Linked DNA regions of Mus musculus: regions 1, 3, 4 and 5 are each linked to region 2. Evidence: chromatin contacts called from public Hi-C and Micro-C data. All regions are on one chromosome and are shown on one strand. The core of a region is the stretch at or near the end of the contact, and the rest is flanking DNA. Distances in the headings are between cores, read along the strand shown.

Region 1 (2,700 bases), core at 165-2,664, 250 kb before region 2:
CTCCATGGTGCTTGTTTCCTTCATGTCCTTACAGATGATCTGCCATTCTGTAGGAAGCAGAGGGTGTCCAAGCTGTGAAAGGAGGGGAGCCTCTCCTAGAGTTGGTCTCTATACTGTTTCAGGCTGGCTCATGGCAACCACAAAGAGGATAATGACCCCTCAGCGCCAGTTAGAAGCATCACTGCCACATGAACTCTTGTTTCCTGGATGCTGACACCATTGGAAAGTATCACACAAGAGAAACAAAGTCCTGGAGAAATTCCTATGGAATAGGCATAGGCATAGGGCTCGGGAGCATGTGTGCCCAAAGCCAAGAAGAAACATTTTAGGGAGTAAGGAGTGGGTAGACACTCCCGATGCTATATAAGGGAGAATTAAACCAAGACTAAAGTTGAAAGCGGCTGAGATTGTGGCTCAATGGGTAGAATGCTTACCCGGTTTGATCCCAGGCCTTGAAAAACTTGTGGTGCCATGTGCCTGTAATCCCAGCACTCAGGGGGTGGAGCCACGAGGATCAGAAATTCAAAGCCATCACTGTGTAATGAGTCTGGGGCCAGCAGGGCTTACACAGGGCCCTGTCTGAAAACAAAATAAACAAAATAAAACAAAACACACACACTAGAGCGAGGAGATGGGCTGGCAATCAGAGGCACCGGGATGAGGAAGAGTGTGACTAACAGGAGGAAGCAGAAGCATTCAACTCTGGATCAAGATCCTCAGCTGGAAAGAACAGCAGCCATGGAGGACTACTCTATGAGGAGAGAAAGCAGGCATCAGGCTCCCCAAAGAGACTTGAATGCAATCAGGGAAACCCAATAGAAAACAGGAAGCCCATTCAAGGATGGGTGTGGCATTTTATGATTGATACAGGCTCTCACCTGTTTACCTGGCTTAGACTTCAGGGCAGCACAGGAAGTCTGAGCCATCCACCTGTTGCTGGTGAGGAAGCTGATAGGAATGTCACAGAAGCCAGGGAACAGAATGGCTCTGACTTAAATCCTAGCTGATGTTTTTACTAATTCTAATCATGCATAATTCCTTACCTGACATCAGTTACTCAACTGCTGACTATAGGAAGCCTTCATCAAATGCATACCTTGCACCAGTATTATTAGGTCTGCCTCCTTGACACCCGGCTGCTCCAATAGCACGGCCTGGCAAGTCAGCTTCCAGGTAGAGCCAGATAGATATGCAGACACTTGGGCTCCTTCCTGACACCTACTGTGTTTGTGTATTGGTGAATCCTCACAGAGATTTTACTGGCTTAACCCAGGACGAAGGACAGAGGGAAGAGGAAGAAGATAAACCCGGAGGAGACAGGCAGATATGCAGTTACCTTCAGCTAGTGTCCCCAAGCTCAGCCACAGATGGAGCCTGAGAAATTGAGGTCCAGTTGCCAGGAAACATCTAGGGCTGCTCAAGCACTCGCAAAAACACTTAACACCCACGGTCCCTCAGCCTCCTATCCGGGCCAGCATCTAGAGGAAGGATGCCTGCCATGTCCTCGCCACCCACCCACACTTCAGCCACTCCAAACAACCTTCCTTCCCTCAGTGTGCAGTGCAGGCATTTGTCCTCCTAAATAATATCAATGGAGGCCTTTACAAATAGCTTTTAATAAGCTCTAGTTTCTTAATGACCGAGAACACATGCTCATGGTCAAGAAAAGAGGCAAGTCCATAAACACATCAAACTAAAGGTGAAAATTAATTCCCAGGATGCACAACACCATCCGCTGCAGATCTCCCAAGGTCATTCTCCAAACCCAAGGTCATTCTCCAAACCTAAGCCCTGCTAAGGACACCTGTGCATCCTTTCAGAAGAGACACACGCATATACACTCCAGCATATGTGTGTGGATTTGCAACGCAAAAAAAAAAAACGTTAACCTGACTGCAACTCACCTCTCCCACTTAACAACACGCCCTGGACTCTCTTCCGAGTGTGTCTTTAAATAGATCTTTCTTGCTTTTAACAGCCGCTTTATAATCTATAGCAGAGCCTTGTTAGAGCTTATTTAACCACATCCTACTAATGGCCACAGGGTTTGTTCCTAGTCTCTATCTTTTACGTATAATGGGTGGTAGTTATGTTCATGCTTGCTATTACAATAATAATTAAACAAAGCAACAAACAAAAATGCTTGTCCTGGCTCACAGCCACTCAGGGAAGGCATTTCCTAGTTGTACGAGGTCCCCACTCTTCCTTGTACTTGTCGAACTTGCTCTGTTCTAGAGCTACAGAGTCTCCTGCACTAGAAAAGACAGGGAACAGGATGGGTCCATTGTACGCTCACCTTGGCCTTGAAGCAATGCATCTCATCCCCACTTGTTCTTCCTGTCAAGACCCAGCCATGGCCCTCAGTTGGGTGTGGTAAGGAGAACTATAATCCTTTGGAACTGTGAGAACAGTACAAGTAGGGTCACAGGAGGGAGGAGGTCCCCAGAGAAGAAGAGAAGGGATCTCTGTTGAATGCCTCTCCACCTCTACCACAATTGCAGCAGTGAGCATCCGTACCCCCTGCACAAGTCTTTACATGTTTGTGTAGTTAAATGTCTAGAAGGACAATGGCCATGTCCAGACGATGTGCATTTTAGACATTGTAGGCAATGTCTAACTGCCTTCCTAGAGGTGCATTGGTTTGTGCTCTTACCTTGTCAAGAAAACTTTCCTTCTTCACACCCTTGTTAAAATTTGTCA
Region 2 (2,700 bases), core at 180-2,679:
GAGCCAAGAACTGCAGCAGAGGCCATGGAGGAGTGCTTTTTATTGGCTTACTCCTCACGTCTTGCTCCCTTGCTTTCTTGTGGCACCCAGACTTCCTTCCAATCCAGGGATGGCACCACCCACAGTGAGCTGGACCCTCCCCCATCAGTCATCAACCAAGAAAATACACCACAGGCTTGCCTACAGGAAAATCTTGTGGAGGCATTTTCTGAAACTCTTCCACCGAGTTAACATGTTAACTCATGTTAGCAACAAACTAGCCAGCACAATGATTCTACTAACTTATTTAGGGAGGGAGGTGGATTGCTTTGTTAATTCTTCACCGTGAGCATTGATTGCAAGAAATACTGCTTAGGGATTTTAGGGGATTTTTTTCTTTACGTTGATGGTCAATAATGCTTGACATGTTTCTACCCACCAAAAGTTGTGATCTTTGGTCAGGCAAAAGAGGCATCTCATGGGAAGCCAGAGGTCCAGACGTCTGAGACCCATGCCCCCCTGATGAAATAGAGCACAGGCTGGACTCAAATTCGCTATGTAGCTGAGGAAGGTCTCGTGCTTCTGAGCCTCTTGTCTCACCCTCAACCCCAGATCTAGCACAGTAAGCGTGAGCCACCACATCCAGTTTATATGATAGTGGGGATCAACCCCAGGACTTTGGTTATGTTAAACAAGCACTCTACCAACTGAGCTACATCCTCAACTCAAGAACCTGCGTTTTAACAAGGTCTGTAGGTGGATATGAACACGTTTATGTCTAAAATGTTTGAATACTTAGTGACACGCTGTCTTTTGTGGGGCCATGTTTCTTCCCAGCTCAAGGGGATTACAACTTGAATACCTATCTTGGATCCCTCACAGTTTCAGCGGTCTAAACTTATTTTTAATAGTCAATTTGTGTGAGTCCCTATGGAAAGACAATGACAGGCCCAAAGAATAAATGATCTGTTTAAATAGCTCCTGTTGCCCACAGCAGAACTCTAGATGATGCCGAAGCAACTGCGTATCCTGACCAGGTCGGAAGGGTGAGGGATAAGAGGCTGTGTGGAATGTCTTCTGGAACTGAGATAAGAGACCTCCTGCGACCTGGGTCAGAATGAGGCAAATGAGGTGACTCTACAAAGTACTCTGGGGCTGTGACCCAGCGGGAATGCAGGTTGCAGAGTGGCCTCTGGGAGGCAGCAAGCTTGCACGGTGCCACCACGAGAAGCAGCGCAGCCCGGGTTGAGGCGCGGAGCTGACTCTGGACAGCAGATGGCACTGCGGGGTCGCGGCCTTCTCCGGGCTAAGACAAGTCGGGGGTGGCCCGGGGAAAACACCTGGGCAGGTGTGGGCGGAGTTTGAGTGGGGAGGAAACTCTAGGGGCGGGGTCTGAGCCTGACCCACTGGCGCTCCTGGCCGTGCCACTTGGAGATGCTTGGCTTTATGAGGCCAGAAGAAGAGGAGCGTCTCCAGACTGTACACAGGCCAGCCGTGACCCTTCAGTTCAGAAAGGTAAGCCCAGCCGCGTCGGGTCAGTTCGATTCCGGGGTTCCAGGTACGTGAGCAGCCACAGGGCGTGGTGGCTTCCAAGAAAAAGATTATTCTGTCCACGGGTGGCGGGATGCTGAGACATCCAGAGCTTGGCTTGTGATACAAGAGCTGAGCGACAGGCGTTTCTGAGCCGGTGTGCGTGGGAGGAGCGCATCTCGGATCTTCTCTGCCTAGCTCACCCCACTTGAAGAGCATGCGTTTGACAGCGACTGTTCTTTCAGTCGCGGGAAAGTTTTTCTTTAGAGGTGCCTGCTGCAGAAAGAATCAAGCACTTGAAGCGGGCTGATTGAAAGTGGAGCCCTTGACTGCAGCGTTGCGATAGCTGGCACGAAGCAGACGGCTTTTGCCGCAAAACTACGCGCCAGGTCGCTTCCCAGACTGCAGCGAGTCAGTGGGGGTAGCTCGGTCCCAGGGCCTTGAGTCCTGGCTTCGGAGGTTCAACCTATTTCCGAATAGCACCGTGGCATGGCGGGAATCAAAACATTGCCCGAACCCAGGCTTTTGTGCCCAAGTTCTAGGATGAACAGAGCCTTGCAAACTGTCACTCCTCGCCAAGCTTCAGTTTCCTGACAGGGACAGAGGCAAGGTTCGGGGGCAGGTGAGGGAATAGAGAAGTGTCAGGAAGAAAAACGGGGACCTGGAATTTCGAAGAATTCGTTCGTTCTTTCATACTGTGTGGCCTTGGGCAGATTACCTAACTTCTTTACACCTCCATTTGCATCTCTGTGGGATGGGGATAGTAATAACACCTCATTTAGTCTGTAGTGAGAATTAAATTAGGTGCAAATGTTGGAATAGGAACCCTGGGCACGGTGTAGCTGTAACTGACGTCTGCCATCATTCTGCAGCAGCTGTCGCCTGAAACCACTATCATTATTTAAGCAATAACACAACTAGTATGTGTTCTTGGGTTCAAATCCTAGCCCGGACACTTTCTATTATGACCTTGGGCAAGCTACTTAGTCTATCTGTGTGTCTCTGTTTCATTTGTGTAATAGGGAAATGATGATATCTACCTGGGAAGACTGTAGAGCGCATTCTGTGAGCTAACCTTTGAGATGAGTTCTGAGCGTATCAGCTTCAAAGTCCTCTAACAGCACCGGGTTGAATCAAGGCCCATAATCTAGTAGAGCTACAATCTTGTTTTGCCTTAGAGTTGAAATATTT
Region 3 (2,700 bases), core at 154-2,653, 160 kb after region 2:
GAGGCCTGCTCAGTGGCCAGGATCAAAGAGAGGAAAAGGGAGTACTGGCATCTCTTTAATGTGGCCCCAGTGGCCTAACTTCCTTCCAGTGAGCCCCACCTCCTCAAGGTGCTGCCATTTCTCCATTACACCACAGGCTAGACACCAAGCCTTCAACATGTGGCTTTTGTGGTATATTCAAGATCTAAACCCATTTTTGGTTTTGAGACTAGCCTTTAATGGCTGAGCCATCTCTCCAGCCCTTAAACCCATTTTTATCACGGACTGAGCCCTTCTCTAAGGGTGCAGAAGAATCACCCATAACTGGGTTCCAATTGTACCCTTTGTTTCTGGATAGGGACAGCTGTCATAACATGGAATGACATGCCATGAATTGAAATCTCTGATGCCCTCTGATGGTGCCCCCTGTCATGAAGAATAAGAGGGTGACTCCACCATCGCCCCATCACTGGATGAGACCAAAGAACACCAATGACATGTCCCTCAAGAGCAATGCCACCCAGAGGCCATCCCAAATGTTGGACATTGAGTCCAAAGGATATTCCCATGTCACTCATAAATGTAGCCATTGCTCCCGTACTTCCAGAGAGAAGAGGAACCTGTCCGTCCATGACCTGTCACAGAGGACAGAGAGTGACATCAGCATGTCATTGCCACACATGTTAGCATTCCAGAGCTGGGATGAGTATCAGTTAAAGTGCTCCTGTGCCAGCACTTGCTGGGTTTCTCCACCATCATAGTACACAGAGAATGAAATAGCACAAGCCACAGTCACTACACAGGGAAGGGTAGGGGCAGAGCTCAGGGCTACACAGCCTGCCTGGCATGGCCAAGACTCAGGGTGTCATTCCCTGCACCACAGAAAGACAATAGAGAGAAAGCAAGAGTGGGAACCAAAAGAGGCAATGTACATTGATGGATGAACACGAGCCAAGAGATGCCAGTGGGCTCGCTATCTCTACACACACACACACACACACACACACACACACACACACACACCACCAAATCCATGGAAGGCAAGTACTCTACAACTGACTGCAAACTAGTAATCCACCTCAAAGTAGTAATCCTCCTGCCTCTGCTTCTGGAACACTGGGCTACCGCTGGCTGTCATGTGAGCACTCTCCCTCTTACTTAACTGTACACTCAACTCAACTCAGCTCAACTGCAGCCTGCGAGCCTCCCCTCCCAGAAGGCAATGCAAGAAGCCACCTTTGCTCTCTTTTCCACCTGTAAGTGCTGAGCTTGGCTCTCGGAGAGAACACTGAGACATTGGCACACTGCAGCCTTGAGTGAAGGAGGCGCATGTGTGTGCCCACAGAGGCAGCCGCCTATTGCTACATTTGTTACTTCCCCGACGCCCACGGGAACAGGTGCAAGGTGTCAGGTGTCCTCTGAGCCTGTGGGTGAGCGATGGCTGGTTTCTATTTCCAGAGCTGCTCTGACTCACTGAGACTATGCGCACACCCCTCTGTGTTCTCATTACCTTCTCTGAGAAATGGGCCTAATTATTATCTGGGCCAGCATTCTTGCGAGGATGGCATGCAAACACACAGACACATGAGAAAAATGCCTTGGAGGCATTTGGGCACATCTTGTGTCCTTGGACAGCAGGTGCTTCAGCCAATGAGAGACAATGGGAAGGTGAGCCTCTCTTACCTTAAGCTTCTCCTCACTCTCAGGAGTTAAACCCAGAGCCTCGCACATGCTAAGCGAGTATTCCACCACTGAGCCACATGCGTGGGCTATGATATTTTACATTTTCTATTTTGAGTCATGTTCTCACTAAGTTGCCGGGCCTGCTCTGAGATTTGCTGTGTAGACCTTGGACTCACAGAGACCTGCCTGCCTTTACCTCCCAAGTACAGAGATTAAGAGCATCCTTGCCAAGAGGGTTTTAAATAGCTCCCCAAATAACATATTTTTGAATGGTTGGGGGGGTCTTGTTGCTTCGAACTTGTTATTTCACACATATATTGTCCACTGAGTGCTCACGGCACTTCTCAGGCTGAGGCTACAGTGATTTCAGTGACAAAAGTCAGTTCAGTTTGTGCGCTGTTAAACGTCACACAAACCAGACAGAAATGCTTCGGGGACTCAGCAGACCTGGTGGTGACCGATGAATGACAGATGACTCAGAAGCCATTGAGCTGTTATTTGTAGTATCCAACATAAAACATTTACAGAAAACCCTCCTGTTAAGGGTCCTTTTGTATTTGCTGCAAGCACATAGGTATGACACGGTGTCGTGGTGTGACTCTGAGATGCCCCACAGGCTCACACTCTGAAGCCAAGAACACTTGCCCCTGCTGGTGATGCTACTGGGGAGGATGGAACCCTGATGGGGTGTTACCTCGTAGTCCAAGCCACTCACCACAGTGGGTTCCAGCTGGCTACCCCACCTTAGCTTTCCACCCTGCTCTTTGGTCCACCGTGATGGGAGAAGCTGAGCTACACACTCTAGCTACATCACTCCTGCTGTGGACTGGATATAGTGGACCTCTGTGATGGACTGGAGCCCTCTGAAACTGTAAGCTCAAATAAATCTTTCCTCTCTGAAGGTGCAGCTGTTGAGTAGCTGAACCACAAAGTAGGGCAATGGCAACATTTTTCTATAAAAGGTCAAATCGTTAATATCTTGAGTTTTATGAACTATATATGTCTTTTCCTGGTAAGACTGTAAAATTAGTAGAGCAT
Region 4 (2,700 bases), core at 66-2,565, 130 kb after region 2:
GCATTGGCCTCCCACAGCCTCTGCTTCAGCTCTGACTTCCAGGGTTGATTACTCCCTACCTTGGCTTCTTTTGAGTGGGGCTGGAGTGTGCAAAATGAGATAAACTCTTTCGTCACTCAAGTCGGTGTTGTGTGTGATATTTATCACAGCCTAGGAAACAAGCTAGGATGCCCATGTAAATAAAGACTCTGGGGTCTTCAGTGATTTTTAAAAGTACAATAGTTGCCTGTGATGCAATCTTCAAGAACTCATATCTTAGAAGCATCTGTGGAAAGATACACAGGAAATGAAACCATGGTTACAGAAAAGAAAGCCGAATGGACACCAGGGTAGCTCTGACCTGAGGAGAGATGGCGGAGGGAAGAGAGGGGACTGACACATACAGGTGTCCTTAGTCTGTTCTCTATCATAAATGCCACAATACTGGATATGTTCAAAAGAAGTGTGTTTTTTGACTTGCAGCTCTGGACCAAGGTCACTAGGTCCTGCACCTGGTAATGTCCTCCTTGTGGGCAGAGCCCTAGAGCCACGTTCGGTGCTCCTGGAAGATCTAGTCAAGTTACCTGCAAAGGCGAGATGACCATTAATCCATTGGCCACATAGATGAGTTAATCTGTTAACTGAGTAGATGAGTGACCCTATTCCTGAGGGGTCTCCTAATTAAAGTGCCACCTACACTCCTTTTAAAATGCAGGCTCAATTTCAGCTTGGAAAAGATAAGCCATGTTCAGCCCCTAGCCTAGGAGTAACAGTGATGACTTAAAGTTACTGTAAGTGGAGTGGGTAGGCTCACTGGGAAGGAGCCTCCTTCCCAGACTTCCAGGTGGCCTGTAGTTATCTACCACAGAGGTGGGGTTATATCTCATGATCAGCCATGAGCAAGAATGTTCTGAGAAGACCAACAGCAGAGCTTCCCTGAAATCCCCAATTTGTAAAGTGAAATCACTGCATCAGTAGAATAAGGCTGTAAGGTGATGTGTCACAGTGTGTGTGATGCTCCACACACATGCTGTGATACTCCAGCATGTGTGGTTTATGCTGGTTGTGGTGTGAGGATACACGGAGGAAGGCTTTTCTGCACCAAATGTAGAATATGGAATCCCCTGTCGTTGCCTCCCCACAACCCTGTATAGAGACTGGGACTGGGAGGTGAGAAGTGGCCTGGGGGGACTGCAGAGGATACTGACCTGGAGCCTGTCAACTGGAACAAAGTGGCCTGGGAGCTGGACGGTGCAGGTAGCCCTGACTAACCCAGGAAGGCAGGCTCCTCCCGCAAGCCCTCCCGGTAGGTCCCCGCCCTCCGCTCTCCCTCCGCCTACAGCGTCCCGGGCTCTACAGGTGACCCAGCTCCACAGCCACTCGGACGCCACCACCTTAGCTGCCATCACCTCACACTGGAGCAGCTTCCTAAACAGGTATGACAGCGACCTCCGCGCGCGCGCACCCGGGCAATGACCGCAGTTCCGTCCCCGACAGCGACTGAGAGCCGGCTACCTAGCCTCAGTTTCCCACAGGAGGGCGTAGGGTATCTGGCCACCACCATGCTTGCTACTGCGGGGACAGTGGGACTGGACCTGCTAGGGACGCAGGAAGACAGGGGAAAGACTCGCTCAACGAACGCTCAATGAGATATCCAGCGAGGGTCGCACTTCTGTCGCTGCTGGAGGGAAGGAAGGGCTGTGGTCAAGTCCTCATGCGGAGTGGGCGGGGTGAGCTGTAGTTCAAAAGGTGACAATAGCAAAACTTTTGAGCATCCCTCGTCGCCGCCAGGCAATACCCGCGGAATGTGCTGGAGGGGGGGGGGCGGGGGCGGGCAGCGGGGGGCGGGGTCCCCCTCACAGAATGGAAATTGAGTATCAGGGAGGGGGAGGAAGGATGCGCACAAGCCAGCCATCTCTGGAGAACACCATTGTAAGAGGCAGTGCTGGGGAGGAGCCCAGATCCAAGTCCCAACCTGTGCTGTCTCTCCACCATTCCGGGATTTTTAGAACAAAGTTAATGTCTAGACAATGTCAAATAGCATAGATGTGCTGAACACAGGACATGAGGGACAGAGAGCAGAACAAAGGGGGAGAAACAGAGGCGCGGGGTTCAGGAAGACAGCTGCAGAGCTTTCCCCACGCACAAGAAATCTCCATCAGCAAGGGTCTTGGAACAGCCCAGTCTGATGTGGTCCCTGGATGAGGATCTAGAAAGTTCCATAATGTGACATCTGCCAGCAAGCAAATAGAGAAGGGCCAGCTCTTCCTCTTTCTTAAACCTATGGAGTCCGATGTATCTGTTCCCTAAAGGTAACTGCCATCTTCAAATGGAGTATTTCTTCTAGACCTTTCTCCACACCTGTACAGTCATATATACAAGCCCATAGGAAATGTGTGAAATAGTAATGTGGTGGGCAGATATGTAATGCTAATTGTATGATCCATGCATACCATTGGGTAATGGTGGCTTACCCCTATCCCCACTTACTCCTTCTAGAACCATCTATGTTGCTGCATAGACATGGTGCTAACTTATAAATTTCCATTTCAGGGTCAGTTTTCAAATTCTTGTTCTTTGTTCTCAACTAACTTCACAGGATATGAATTTGGGGCACCAAGGTCCCTTCTTTTTCATCGAGCACATAGAAGCCATATATGTGCATACATGTATAGACAGTGAATACAAGTACGCACTGACATAAAACAGACTCCAAAGCAT
Region 5 (2,700 bases), core at 47-2,546, 210 kb after region 2:
CCACCACTGTGAAACCACGTTCCCACAGCCATCTGTGGGCCAGCTTAGTGTGCAGGGCCAGAGCGCAAGTCAGGCCCCATCCTCCCTACCCTGCTCCAAGCCTTGCTCTCCCCCGACAGCGGGAGGGAGCTCACCCACTTGAACCCTGACAAAAGTAGTCTCAACTGCATTATAAACTCAGTAATATCAGTAATATCCAAATTCTAGTGACAATGACCTCATTGCCCCATATTCTTTCGTATACAGTAATTTTTAATATAAATGTGAATTATTTTGCAATCATAAAAACAACAGAAGAAAAGTAAGTCTGGTCAGAGCTCAGAGGGGTAAGAGCTAGAGAGAGAGCATTCGATGTCAGTACCAGGCCTCATCTGTGGAGAGGTGACAGATAATGGATTACAAGTTGATAAAGGCCGTGTGGTGGTGGTGCATGCCTTTAATCCCAGTACTTGGGAGGCAGAGGCAGGCGGATTTCTGAGTTCGAGGCCAGCCTGGTCTACAGAGTGAGGAGTGAGTTCCATGACAGCCAGGACTACACAGAGAAACACAGAGAAACCCTGTCTCAAAAAAAAAAAAAAGTTGATAAAGTCTTACTTGTTTGCCAAGAATCAGAAAATCTAAACCAAAGTGTTCCAGCATGCTACTTTTGTGGAAAGGACTAAAAGCTGATAGAAGGGAGGTATACTTTTACATTTTATACTGGGGAGAACTATGTCTAAAGGCATACTTGAGTTTAGATCTTAAAAAAAAAAAAAAAAAAAAAAAAAAAAAAAAGCTTTCCACCCACAAAATCCTGGTGGCTGCAGGTCAAAAAAAGAGATTTAAAAAAAAAAAAAAAAGAGGGGGATGGAAGGAGGCACTGGAAACTTGGTTGCTCAGTGATTAAAAGCACAGCACCTCCATGGTAGCTCACAACCATCTGTAGCTGCAGTTCCTGAAAATCCAATGCCGCTTCCTGACCTCCATGGACAAGCAGACATGCAATCAAGGTCAGCCTGGTCTACATAGTGAGTTCCAGGACAGCCAAAGCTACACAGGAAAATCCTGTCTCAAAAAAACAAAATAAATAAATAAATCCATCCATACATACACACACACACAGAGGCAAAACATTCATACACACAAAATAAATAAGCCTAAAAAATAAAAATAAGTAAATACTACACTCACTATTAATGTTTCTCTTTCCAAAAGCACACCTGGGTTCATGTGGACAAACCTTTAACCCTCACAGCCTCAACAGGGTTGCCCAGGGTGTGGTTGATGGCCACAGCCAAGAACACTGGGCTCACAAGGGCGAGCCTGGTATTTCTGGAATGACAAGAGCTCCCTAATATCCTAAGCAAAACAGCATTCAGTTCAGTAAAGGAGTCTGGAAACGCAGGGCAACTTCATGAAGAAACAAATTACCACGGGGAGGTCCCTGGAGAACACCACAATTTATTCGCAGCTCATCAAGTTCACAGCTGGGCAAGACTGTTGACTGTCTCTCTTCCCACACCCCAGGTAGTGCGCCCACCCGGCACCTTCCAGAACTGTGAAAGTCTCCAGGAGAGCCGAAGCTCCCCAGCTGGAACCAGCTTGGTTTCTCCATGTGCTGATTCAAATGTATGGTGCTCTCAGCAGTGGAGTCTCACTGTTTTAAAGAGCGACTAAGAGCAACGGTAATAATTTGTATTGTTTGGAGGAGTCTGTGGTACTCCACTGACAAAGAACTCAAAAAGACACAGCCCATACCAAACACTGCTGGGTTTGGTTGTTTGTTTGTTTGTTGTTTTTATTTGATAGCGTATAGTGTCCAGAGCAAGATAGCCCACTCTGTTACAGCTACATGAGTATTATGGGGACAATCAAGCACTTTCTAAGTGGGTTTAAGACCTGATCCATAAGATGGAACTCATGTACTGCCTTGTACTGTTAGCAAAGGCAAAAAACTGTGGTTGGCTAGGGCACAGGTTCTAGGATAAACCTAATATTGTCACTCAACTAAATGGACAGAGCAATAAACTGTCCTCTAAACTATCATCTTTAAACACATGGGTTAGTACATCTCTCAGTCCTCACTGCAGAAGTTCTTTTTAGTGTAGATGGAGATTAACACAGAGACTCACGGTCAATGTGTAAAGAGTAAGAGACTGTGAGGTGCTCAGCTCTGAATGAAACAGCTCTATCACACTCCACCCAAGACCCGGGGCCATCGGAGAAGAGGACATGGAAAGGCTGCAAGAGCCAGAGGTAGCAGACACCTGCTACCCCTAGCTGAGGAGCTGTTGGCAACTGAGGGCTGCTGGGAGAGGGAGGGCCGCCGGTTTCTTCAGAGATGCAGCCCCCAAGAGACTACCCATGCACAAGTAAATGGCATATACTGGCAGCACTAAGTAGACAGTGGGTATAAAAACAAAAGCACTCACATGATAGATGGGAAAGTGGTGGAGTAGAGACGGAAAGAATTGTGGGGACAGAAACAGAGGCGGGGCGGGGGGCCAAGTCTGGTCCAAAGTCATTACATAAACACTGGAACACGTTGCCCCCAGGACTCTCACGCCTCAGGCGCACTGGTCAGAGGATCCAGCCCTGTACTTCTTCCTTATCCTTCTGACAAAAGTATGACTAAACTTTCCCTTTTTTCTCGTTTTCTTTCTTTCAGAAACAAGTTTTTGGTTTTACTTCTTGGGTACTGGGTATTTAACCAAAGTCCTC

What was found. A called contact is a pair of places that touch in the nucleus more often than the background predicts.
Region 1: a contact with region 2 is called in a Hi-C map of cerebral cortex, with 6 times the contacts expected there. The contact joins the enhancer-like site here to the promoter of Scnn1g in region 2. A contact is called at or near these places in 2 of 39 promoter capture datasets (the HPC-7 cell line and HPC-7-derived erythroid cells), 7 of 484 Hi-C or Micro-C datasets (the Ba/F3 cell line, the HPC-7 cell line, the N1E-115 cell line and 3 more) and 1 of 9 other capture datasets (adipose tissue).
Region 3: a contact with region 2 is called in a Hi-C map of cerebral cortex, with 4 times the contacts expected there. The contact joins the enhancer-like site here to the promoter of Scnn1g in region 2. A contact is called at or near these places in 6 of 39 promoter capture datasets (cranial neural crest, embryonic stem cells, epiblast stem cells and 1 more), 2 of 15 datasets of contacts at CTCF or cohesin (embryonic stem cells and pro-B cells), 15 of 484 Hi-C or Micro-C datasets (the HL-1 cell line, the N1E-115 cell line, cerebellar granule neurons and 7 more), 6 of 115 datasets of contacts at active chromatin or transcription factors (craniofacial prominence, embryonic stem cells, forebrain and 2 more) and 3 of 9 other capture datasets (adipose tissue, embryonic stem cells and pancreatic islet).
Region 4: a Micro-C map of embryonic stem cells shows a contact between it and region 2, with 3 times the contacts expected there. The contact joins the promoter of Scnn1b here to the promoter of Scnn1g in region 2. A contact is called at or near these places in 1 of 39 promoter capture datasets (embryonic stem cells), 8 of 484 Hi-C or Micro-C datasets (the AtT-20 cell line, the N1E-115 cell line, Sertoli cells and 5 more), 2 of 115 datasets of contacts at active chromatin or transcription factors (both in embryonic stem cells) and 3 of 9 other capture datasets (adipose tissue, macrophages and pancreatic islet).
Region 5: a Hi-C map of cerebellum shows a contact between it and region 2, with 4 times the contacts expected there. The contact joins the enhancer-like site here to the promoter of Scnn1g in region 2. A contact is called at or near these places in 14 of 39 promoter capture datasets (the 3T3-L1 cell line, 3T3-L1-derived adipocytes, the C10 cell line and 6 more), 3 of 15 datasets of contacts at CTCF or cohesin (the NIH/3T3 cell line, embryonic stem cells and hippocampal excitatory neurons), 37 of 484 Hi-C or Micro-C datasets (the C3H10T1/2 cell line, CD4 T cells, CD8 T cells and 25 more), 16 of 115 datasets of contacts at active chromatin or transcription factors (T-cell acute lymphoblastic leukemia, craniofacial prominence, differentiating embryonic stem cells and 9 more) and 3 of 9 other capture datasets (adipose tissue, embryonic stem cells and pancreatic islet).

What each region holds. Positions count from the first base shown.
Region 1 is chr7:121,486,062-121,488,761 of GRCm38.p6, forward strand. The region is part of intron 1 of Hs3st2 (heparan sulfate (glucosamine) 3-O-sulfotransferase 2); the gene reads left to right. Among named protein-coding and RNA genes, the nearest start is that of Gm39081, 52 kb to the right of the region's middle. Within about 2 kb of position 1,415, at least 13 of the 459 cell types and tissues checked have an H3K27ac peak or open chromatin away from gene starts, as enhancers often do. A contact at or near this core is called in cerebral cortex and cortical neurons, where this site is marked.
Region 2 is chr7:121,733,050-121,735,749 of GRCm38.p6, forward strand. Scnn1g (sodium channel, nonvoltage-gated 1 gamma) reads left to right here and starts at 1,430. Exons shown (of 13, transcript NM_011326.3): 1 at 1,430-1,494.
Region 3 is chr7:121,889,453-121,892,152 of GRCm38.p6, forward strand. All of the region lies in intron 1 of Scnn1b (sodium channel, nonvoltage-gated 1 beta), which reads left to right. Among named protein-coding and RNA genes, the nearest start is that of Scnn1b, 26 kb to the left of the region's middle. Within about 2 kb of position 1,404, at least 18 of the 459 cell types and tissues checked have an H3K27ac peak or open chromatin away from gene starts, as enhancers often do. A contact at or near this core is called in cerebral cortex, myocytes and pancreatic islet, where this site is marked.
Region 4 is chr7:121,863,723-121,866,422 of GRCm38.p6, forward strand. Scnn1b (sodium channel, nonvoltage-gated 1 beta) reads left to right here and starts at 1,316. Exons shown (of 13, transcript NM_011325.2): 1 at 1,316-1,415.
Region 5 is chr7:121,946,400-121,949,099 of GRCm38.p6, forward strand. The region is part of intron 9 of Cog7 (component of oligomeric golgi complex 7); the gene reads right to left. Among named protein-coding and RNA genes, the nearest start is that of Cog7, 34 kb to the right of the region's middle. Within about 2 kb of position 1,297, at least 5 of the 459 cell types and tissues checked have an H3K27ac peak or open chromatin away from gene starts, as enhancers often do. A contact at or near this core is called in cerebellar granule neurons and cerebellum, where this site is marked.